2 separate regions of the Takifugu rubripes genome follow, and region 1 is linked to region 2. The links are chromatin contacts, called in public Hi-C maps. All regions are on one chromosome and are shown on one strand. The core of a region is the stretch at or near the end of the contact, and the rest is flanking DNA. Distances in the headings are between cores, read along the strand shown.

Region 1 (3,632 bases), core at 1,016-3,515, 130 kb before region 2:
CTTGGTCATTTTCATGTCAAATGACCCCTTTAACGGATTATTTTTGTGGAAGTCCTTCAATAGCTCGATGCTTGTTTTACACTAATGATGGTCGCAATTGTTAAAGTACATCAAGATTCACTCACCTATGATGATCCCACAGCACATCAGGGCTTGCAGAGAGGTGGTTTGCTTCAGGATGATGAAGGAAAACACCACGTTAAAAACCGTGGTCAGTGAACGCCCCACGGTGTAGAAAGCCACTCCGACATGCTTCAGACAGAGGTTGTTGAAGGTGATCATGCAGATGAACACCACGGACAGCGGCAGGACCTCCCGGGACGTCTTCAGGTCGAAACTGACCGAGGGGAAGTCGATGATCCCCGGGCAAAAGCCGGACAGCAGCTGCATGACCCTGCAGAGTCCGACCGTCACCGCGCATTGGTAGAAAGTGACGAACAGCGGCGCGTCCAACTCCCGGTTGTCCAATAGGTAATTATTAAGGAACACCATGGTAATGGAGACAAACCAGTAGAGTGCGACCACAGCAGCGATCCTGGCTGACCGGAATATAAAGGTCTCTCCCTGTCCGTCCGGGGTCGTTGTTTCCGAGCCTGCGAGAGCCATCTTTAGTATGCTGGACCTCTTCAGCTGGATCCTGATCATGTTGACACAAAGAGGAAACTTTTTATAAAAATTAATGAATCTGAATAATTTACATAAACCCACATGTGGTTAGAAACTGTCTGCGCGATAAGAACTACAATACACACAGAGCCCCTGCCGACATTTCCGTGAATTTCACTTCCGCCTTCCGGTGTTATTCTTTCAGAATAATACACTTCCTCACGATTTCAGAGTAAAATCATTGTCTTTATTGGATTGCACTCTGGGTTTCATTAAAAGGAACAAAAACAATCCTATTGAAAGCAATAGGATTGGAAAGCAATAATGGTGAAAGAAGCAATGCTGCAGTGTTCCACACCAAAGGTTTCAATCTTTGATCAAGTTTACATATTTACCCCTCAACAAAAATACAGAGTTGGTAAATGTAAAAAGTGTATCACTTACCCTCTAAAAAATTCACACATATAAACAAGTCAACAGGTGCACCGAGGCAGGAGACAAATAAGAAACCAGTATTTACAGTAAAATGTCGGAATTTTAGCGACACTGAACACATGAGGCAAAATTTAGATTTTAGAAAATAAAACATCCAAAAAAAAAAAAAACACAACAAAATGTGTGTACAAGGTACAAACATCACGATTCCCAGTGAAAAAATAAAATAAAACAAAATAAAATTCTATACAAATGAATCCATGACATAAATCATTGCGAATAACACAAGACCCAGGTGGGAAAGTCAGTGCAAAACGTTTTGTTGTTTCTTTTTACAATTTATAGTTATATGTTATAGTCTTGTCAGCGCACATAATCGCAGGTGGTATCGGTGAAACCGAACCCTGCTCGTCCCACCATGAGACGGTGTAAACACTGAGTACTGCGTGTTGACGTGCGCGTCAAGGACGCACTTGGTGAGTCAGCTACGACGCCTGCGTAACGTTTACGTCACTTCTGCCTCATTAAATTCGAATTGGTATATCAAAAATATCCAAACCTAAATCACATTTTTGCAAGCCTTCGCCTCTGTAACATTCATCTCGACAAGGGATCTTTGAGGACGCGCCGAGCTCACAGCACTAATCCATAATTATGTCGAACGCGCAACATGCTTCTCTGTAACTCACAGTGGGAACTGTTGCAGTTTCCTCGTCTGTGCGCGTTTGTGTGCCACAAAAAGTTATAGTTGCGCGTAGGATGAAAAAAAAAAAGTCAAAACAACTTTTCTAGGCAGCTGTAGCCGAAATTGGCTTCACTTCCCTTCTGAGAGAATTTTGGTGCCGTGGATTGTGACATTGTGATTGATATTGGGTTGGAACGCGTTCCTTACCTCAATGTTGCTCTCTGTGGGATTGATAACTCCCGGATTTAGTCAGAGGAGACCTGTGTTCCCTTCCTAGTATCTCACTCCTCCCAAGTATCTCACTCCTCCCAGCACAGAAACGGTACGAACAGGTTTTGCATGTTTCGAGCTGCCGCACTTCGCTCAGGAACAAGCTCAGGAACGACGTTTTAAACCCTAAATATGATTAAAATAAAACCACGTCGCATAGCTTCTAGTAAAATGCAACCAAAAACACACACATTTACATGTATATAAAGTTAATGGGAAACCAGGTAGAGCAGCACGCATTAAAGCCTAACTGGGCGTGGCAGCCCTTAAGAAATATTACGTCAACCGATAAAAGACAATGGTCAAATATTTACTCACACGATATTTAACCCTCAAGGTTCCCGCTTTAAAGCTGAACTGCAAATATGTGGCATTTTCTTTGATATTTCGATATCGGTCATTCTATTTAAACGAAAAGGGCCCAATATGAATACAGCTCAAAGGCCATTGACGCACGCCCAATGTGAAAAACCCCATCAAGTGTTTAGTACAATTTCATGTCAGTGAACACGAAGAAAGTAAAATTGATTTACTGGGAAAAACAAAACAAAAAACAGTTTTGGTTTTTGCAGGGACTGTCATGTGATGACCCTTGCTGTAGTACATTGATAGAACACTAGATGGCAGAAAATAATCACATTTAAAATGAATGCAGCTCTAAGCACAGTAGAATGAAGTTTAATTTCATAACGATGGCAATTTTTTCAATACATCGTCTTCCAGAAGAAAATTTAAAAGTACCAGCCATCACCAATATGTACCTTGATGGTTTATGAAATATATATGCAGTCACTAAAATAATGAGGTGGTTTAATGTGCCTGGCAGTCTGAAGAACAGCCTGCCTGTCAAAGACTAGAGTCGGGTGAAAAGGCACGTCCATCTAAACAAACATTTACTTCCATTTGCTGTGAACCTTTTTGGTTATGACAGGGCTTGATGACATTAATTCAAACATCAACGGGGAATTTCAGGGTCACATTTTCACGAGGGTGCATAAATGGAGCGTGTGTGTCTGTGTGTCTCAGGAGACTAAAGACGTCTTCACATGTATTGACGGCAGCTTGATGCATCAAGGAAAATCAAATACGACAACCTTTCAGCGAGTGAAATGTCATCCTGGAGCCGTAGTATCTGCTGGTAGAATGTTCTCTCGGCTCTACTGTCACGAAGCGGTGCAAATAAACCTTCATTTCTCCCCCTCAATATGTGCATATCTGTAAATATGATAACTGTTAATTTCACACTTTCAATGCAGGCTCGGTGGTTCATGTATTATGTACGTTTCTGCTCCTTCCCCTGTCAAACCCGCTGTCTTCTTGCTGTCATATTGCTGTTGTGACTGTTGTTTGGTGTCACATTTTCTGCAGCAGTGGGCCATTAGTCACTTTAGCCGCTCAGTCCTTGGTGCACTTCAATATGCTCTCCGAAAAATTCCACATTTTCCCCAGGAACTCGGAGGCACATTCCACCCAGACTGGCTGTGAATCCATCAGCGGGTGTCCACATCCTCACTGTGCTCCGGTGTATTCAATTTGGAGGGAGAGAAAACTCCATGCTGGGGTCAGGATTTGCTATTCACAAGCATATCTGACTCCGTGACCCCTGTCTGCTGGGGAGATTTCTGCACTTTATTAG
Region 2 (4,072 bases), core at 133-2,632:
AAAATTAAAAATCAATGTGTCCTCTCATCCTTGATATTCTTCTCTTTTCAACACTGGCAGCAACCTCCAAAGACTCTTAATCACACGTGTCGTGTCATTGAAGAACAGCCCCCAGGAGCACCGCGGCAACCTTGAGTTGTGTTTTTTTTTTTTTTTTTTTTAACAATGAAGATAGTTCGACCCAGAAATTAACTGCTCGAATCAAAGCTGCAGAAACAACCGAGGGGAATCCTGAACTGATTGGAGAATATTCCAAGAGAGCGGAACTATCGGAAAGTTCTCAGCAGGTCCGGTTGGGGTCTCTTTTCTTCTGTTCTTCTGCACGGACTGAACTCATCAGTCGTTCCCTGTCCCACCACTCATCAGAGAAGTGCCACCAGATGGGTATTGATCCTATTGATGCCTCTTTATTACCACGCTGATGTTTTTGACGGGAAAAACCCCCATTGTTTTTACTTCCTGACAGTCAAGTGGACGTAAAATCCTCTCCTGGCCCATTTGAAGCGACTGAATATGATAGAGATAGAGGTAAGAACTATCATTGTTATAATGAGGACAGTTTTACAGAGAGCCACTTTTGTGAAAAGATACCTCCATTATTATCACTCTGCAGTGAAGCAGGATGAGGACGCTCTTAGCTGTCAGCAGAGACACCGTCAGATGTCTGACAGGAGTCGGATGATGAAGATCGCGTCGCGTGGTGAATAATCAGGGCCTCTCCATCATCTATCATGTCCAATAATCTGCACATGCCGTGCAAATGACCTCAGTGACCTTGTCATCCCGGCACAAGGGTAAAGACTCACAACGAAACAGCCTCCAGAAAACCAGGTTTGCTGGCAAAACATCTGCGCTCTTACTTGGGGCAGTGCGAACTTTAATCTTAATCCAAAAATGCCATTAATTGTGTCCTCACGGAAGTGGCGCACACGCTTTACATTACCTGCTGTTCTCTTCTCCCATTAACGACTGTTCTAAAGAAATCCCAGAGGGAAGCCACAATCTCTGAACGCTACCTCTCGCAGTCGCAGTTTGAGCTGTGACATTAGAAGATGAAAAACCACTTACAATTTCTGAATAAAGCTTCTTAAGTGGTCACCATGATCCCCTGTGGATGCCCCCAGCCTTTTTGCAGCTTCAAATGAAAAAGAATAAACTGACTTTTGCTCTAGGGATGAATGTAAAAATGCAACAATTTATTTAAAAAAAGAATATATATATATATATATATATATATATAAAATCTTAACCCTTTTGAATCCAGAAGATGGTTCATTAGAGCCAATTTTCTGCAAGACCTGAAATGATCAAATCCTATTGCATACACCTGTTGACACATCATTTAAGATCGAATACACACAAACTAGACCCATCCCTCTTATATAATGAATGCTCACCTGTGCATGGATGCATAATTTATCATCTGAGCCTTTTTAAGGTAAATAAAATTGCTTTCCTCCGTATTGAAAAAGAGTAACAGATGGGAAAGAACTCTCTTATGGGACATGATGAGAAAGAGGTGATCAACGTGGCTTCGGACACCACACGTGTGAGGGTTTGTTGTCACCTAGTGGTTGGATTAAGGTATTTTTACCTATTTAATCAAAGGAGAACCAGAATCAAGTTTCAGGTTCCTTTCAAGATCACAGATTTTCCATGTGGCGTTTACATGGTATGTCCGTACCAGTATGGTTTTTTTTCTAGGGAATCCTGATTCCTTTCACAAGTCAAATTTATGAATCCGGTGAACGAGAAACTCTAAGAGGTGAGGAAGAATGCGGAATAACCGAGCAGGAAAACACATTTTATAAATATAGATATATACAAAATAAAAAAATATTTAATTTTCTGATTTGTAAGATGAGAAACTATATATTTGGATTTCTATATTTGTACGTGTAAAGCTACACTAGTGAAACAATAGCGTCATCTTCTGGACATAATGCTTCACCGCTCCCAGTTAATTAATCTGTTCAAATGTTTGTTTTAATTTTTATTTTACTTATTCAAATTAAAGAGAAAACTGACAACATGCTGATTTGCCAAACATCCGCTTGCACAAATACCATAAATTGATTTTATCTAGGTTAATCTGACTTCTTGTGCCAGAGAATTTGAGGGAGACGGGCTGATTATACACTCCTGCTCCAGTTAAACTGTGCAGTCTCGCTCTGGCGTTGTGACACGCACCGTTGCACCGTTTCTCAAGGGTAGAGTCGTACTAAAGATTAGAGACAGAAACCGGCAGACACTGAATTCCTCTGATGCAGATATTTCCTCCACTGGTACAATTGACATCTTCATTATTTATCTGCGCTCTTAAGGGCTTTTTTTTTTTTTTTTTTAACAACAAAAAGCTGCAAAAGCGTGCAACCAAATTGGTCTTGAAGCATAATAACATGCAGTGAGTTTGAATTAGTGTGGAATTAGTAGGAGTTGTCCTGAAACTCAGACAATTTTGCACTAAATGAAGCCAAAGCAAACAAATGATTTAGAGATTAATTAATTAGAATGCACTCAAGGAGTCTCTGTCAGTACCCTTGGAAAGATTTGGCAGCCCCCTTATCCGCAGGACTCATGCAATCTAATTACAAGAGACTGACACATCAATTCCAAACTAGGGAGACCTAATGCGACTTTGCAGCTTCTTTTTTAGAACCAGAAAAACAGCACAACATTCGATCGGTGTCACAATTTGGGAATCTTTATAGGGCATCTCAGCTTCAGCATCACAGCCTTAAAACAGCCTGTCTGGCTGTTCTGAAAGACAATTAATAGTGAAGGTGCACTTCAACTTTCACAGCCACTAGATAGCTAGAAACATTAAAATGGTATTTTATGTTGCGTTACTTTATCCTACATTGGGAAGAGCCTAGAGAAATAAAGAAAAAACCTGAGGAAAACCTGATATGGCCAAACAAACCTAAAGGATTAGCTGTAGATAAACTGTAACAATAATTCACGAACTGTACAATCCCTCATCTCGAACCCCTGTGAGTTAGCTCCGGAAACTAACATCTGCATTGAAAGGATTACCGGTAGTTTCTGTCACTAAACCAAAAACAGGTTGATGTGTGGTTAGAACAGCTCTCTTTAATGAGTTAATCCCTCATTTGGTTACTGTGGAGTTATAAGAATGCTCAGTGATTTGTGGGGAAACCTCGATTCAGCAAATTTCGGTGTTCCAAACATCCGACATTCCAATATAATCTGGTTAGCTAGCTGGTTATCAAAGTGGGCGCGTGCACACGCCGAGTTACTGATCTTATTACCTTAGAGGAAACCCCAGCAAGGTAATACCTGTGTAATCCCACAGCCACGCTAATCACCCATGTCATCGCTACACCCTGGAGGTTCTAGATCCCACAGCCTTACATAAAGCATAGGGACCAGTAAGTCGAGGCTCCATCCATACGTTATCTAGACATCAGGTGCAGGAAGATGTGCAGGTAAAAGAAAAGCAGCCATGGGGCAAACGCAGCAGACAGAGAACAGCAAGGAGATCGACATCAGAGCACTTCAGGACATGTACAAGAAATTTGTAACGGAGTGCCCAAGCGGACAGCTTTTCCTGCACGAGTTCAAGCGTTTCTTTGGGGTGGACCCAACGGGGGAGGCAGCAGAGTACGCAGAGAGAATGTTCCGGGCCTTTGACAAAAATGGGGTGAGAGATTGAAGCTGTCTCAGGTCAGCGGGTGGCAACGTGGCCCCGCTCTCATTTCTCCTGCCGTTCTCAGGACAACACTATCGACTTCCTGGAGTTCGTGGCGGCGCTGAACCTGGTTTTCAGGGGAGACCTGGTACATAAGTTGCGCTGGTCTTTCAAGGTGTATGACAGAGACAATAATGGCTTTGTGGACAGGACGGAGCTGCGATCAATAATCGATGTAAGTCTCCGAATCTACCCCTTCCAGGAACCTTTATATGCTTACCGTACAGTTGCTCCGTGTAGATATGAGGGTATGACAGGTCCACTATGACCCTCTGACTCTGTAGGTCTCCGTGGTCAGCAGACTCTCATGTTTATACACTTTCAGTGTTTTTTTTTTCTCTTTCATCACATCGTTCCATC

The links. Hi-C and Micro-C count contacts between places; a contact is called where the count stands out from the background.
Region 1: a contact with region 2 is called in a Hi-C map of an unstated tissue, with 9 times the contacts expected there. The contact joins the promoter of slc35c1 here to the promoter of LOC101070449 in region 2. A contact is called at or near these places in 2 of 2 Hi-C or Micro-C datasets (muscle and an unstated tissue).

Annotation. Positions count from the first base shown.
Region 1 is chr13:12,996,031-12,999,662 of fTakRub1.2, reverse strand. slc35c1 (solute carrier family 35 member C1) reads right to left here and starts at 2,265. Exons shown (of 3, transcript XM_011609887.2): 1 at 1,934-2,265; 2 at 126-637. The coding sequence starts at 606.
Region 2 is chr13:12,863,445-12,867,516 of fTakRub1.2, reverse strand. LOC101070449 (guanylyl cyclase-activating protein 2-like) reads left to right here and starts at 1,382. Exons shown (of 5, transcript XM_029846777.1): 1 at 1,382-1,438; 2 at 3,425-3,664; 3 at 3,738-3,887. The coding sequence starts at 3,467. LOC115252212 (a long non-coding RNA gene) reads left to right here and starts at 191. Exons shown (of 3, transcript XR_003890627.1): 1 at 191-384; 2 at 467-528; 3 at 614-1,096.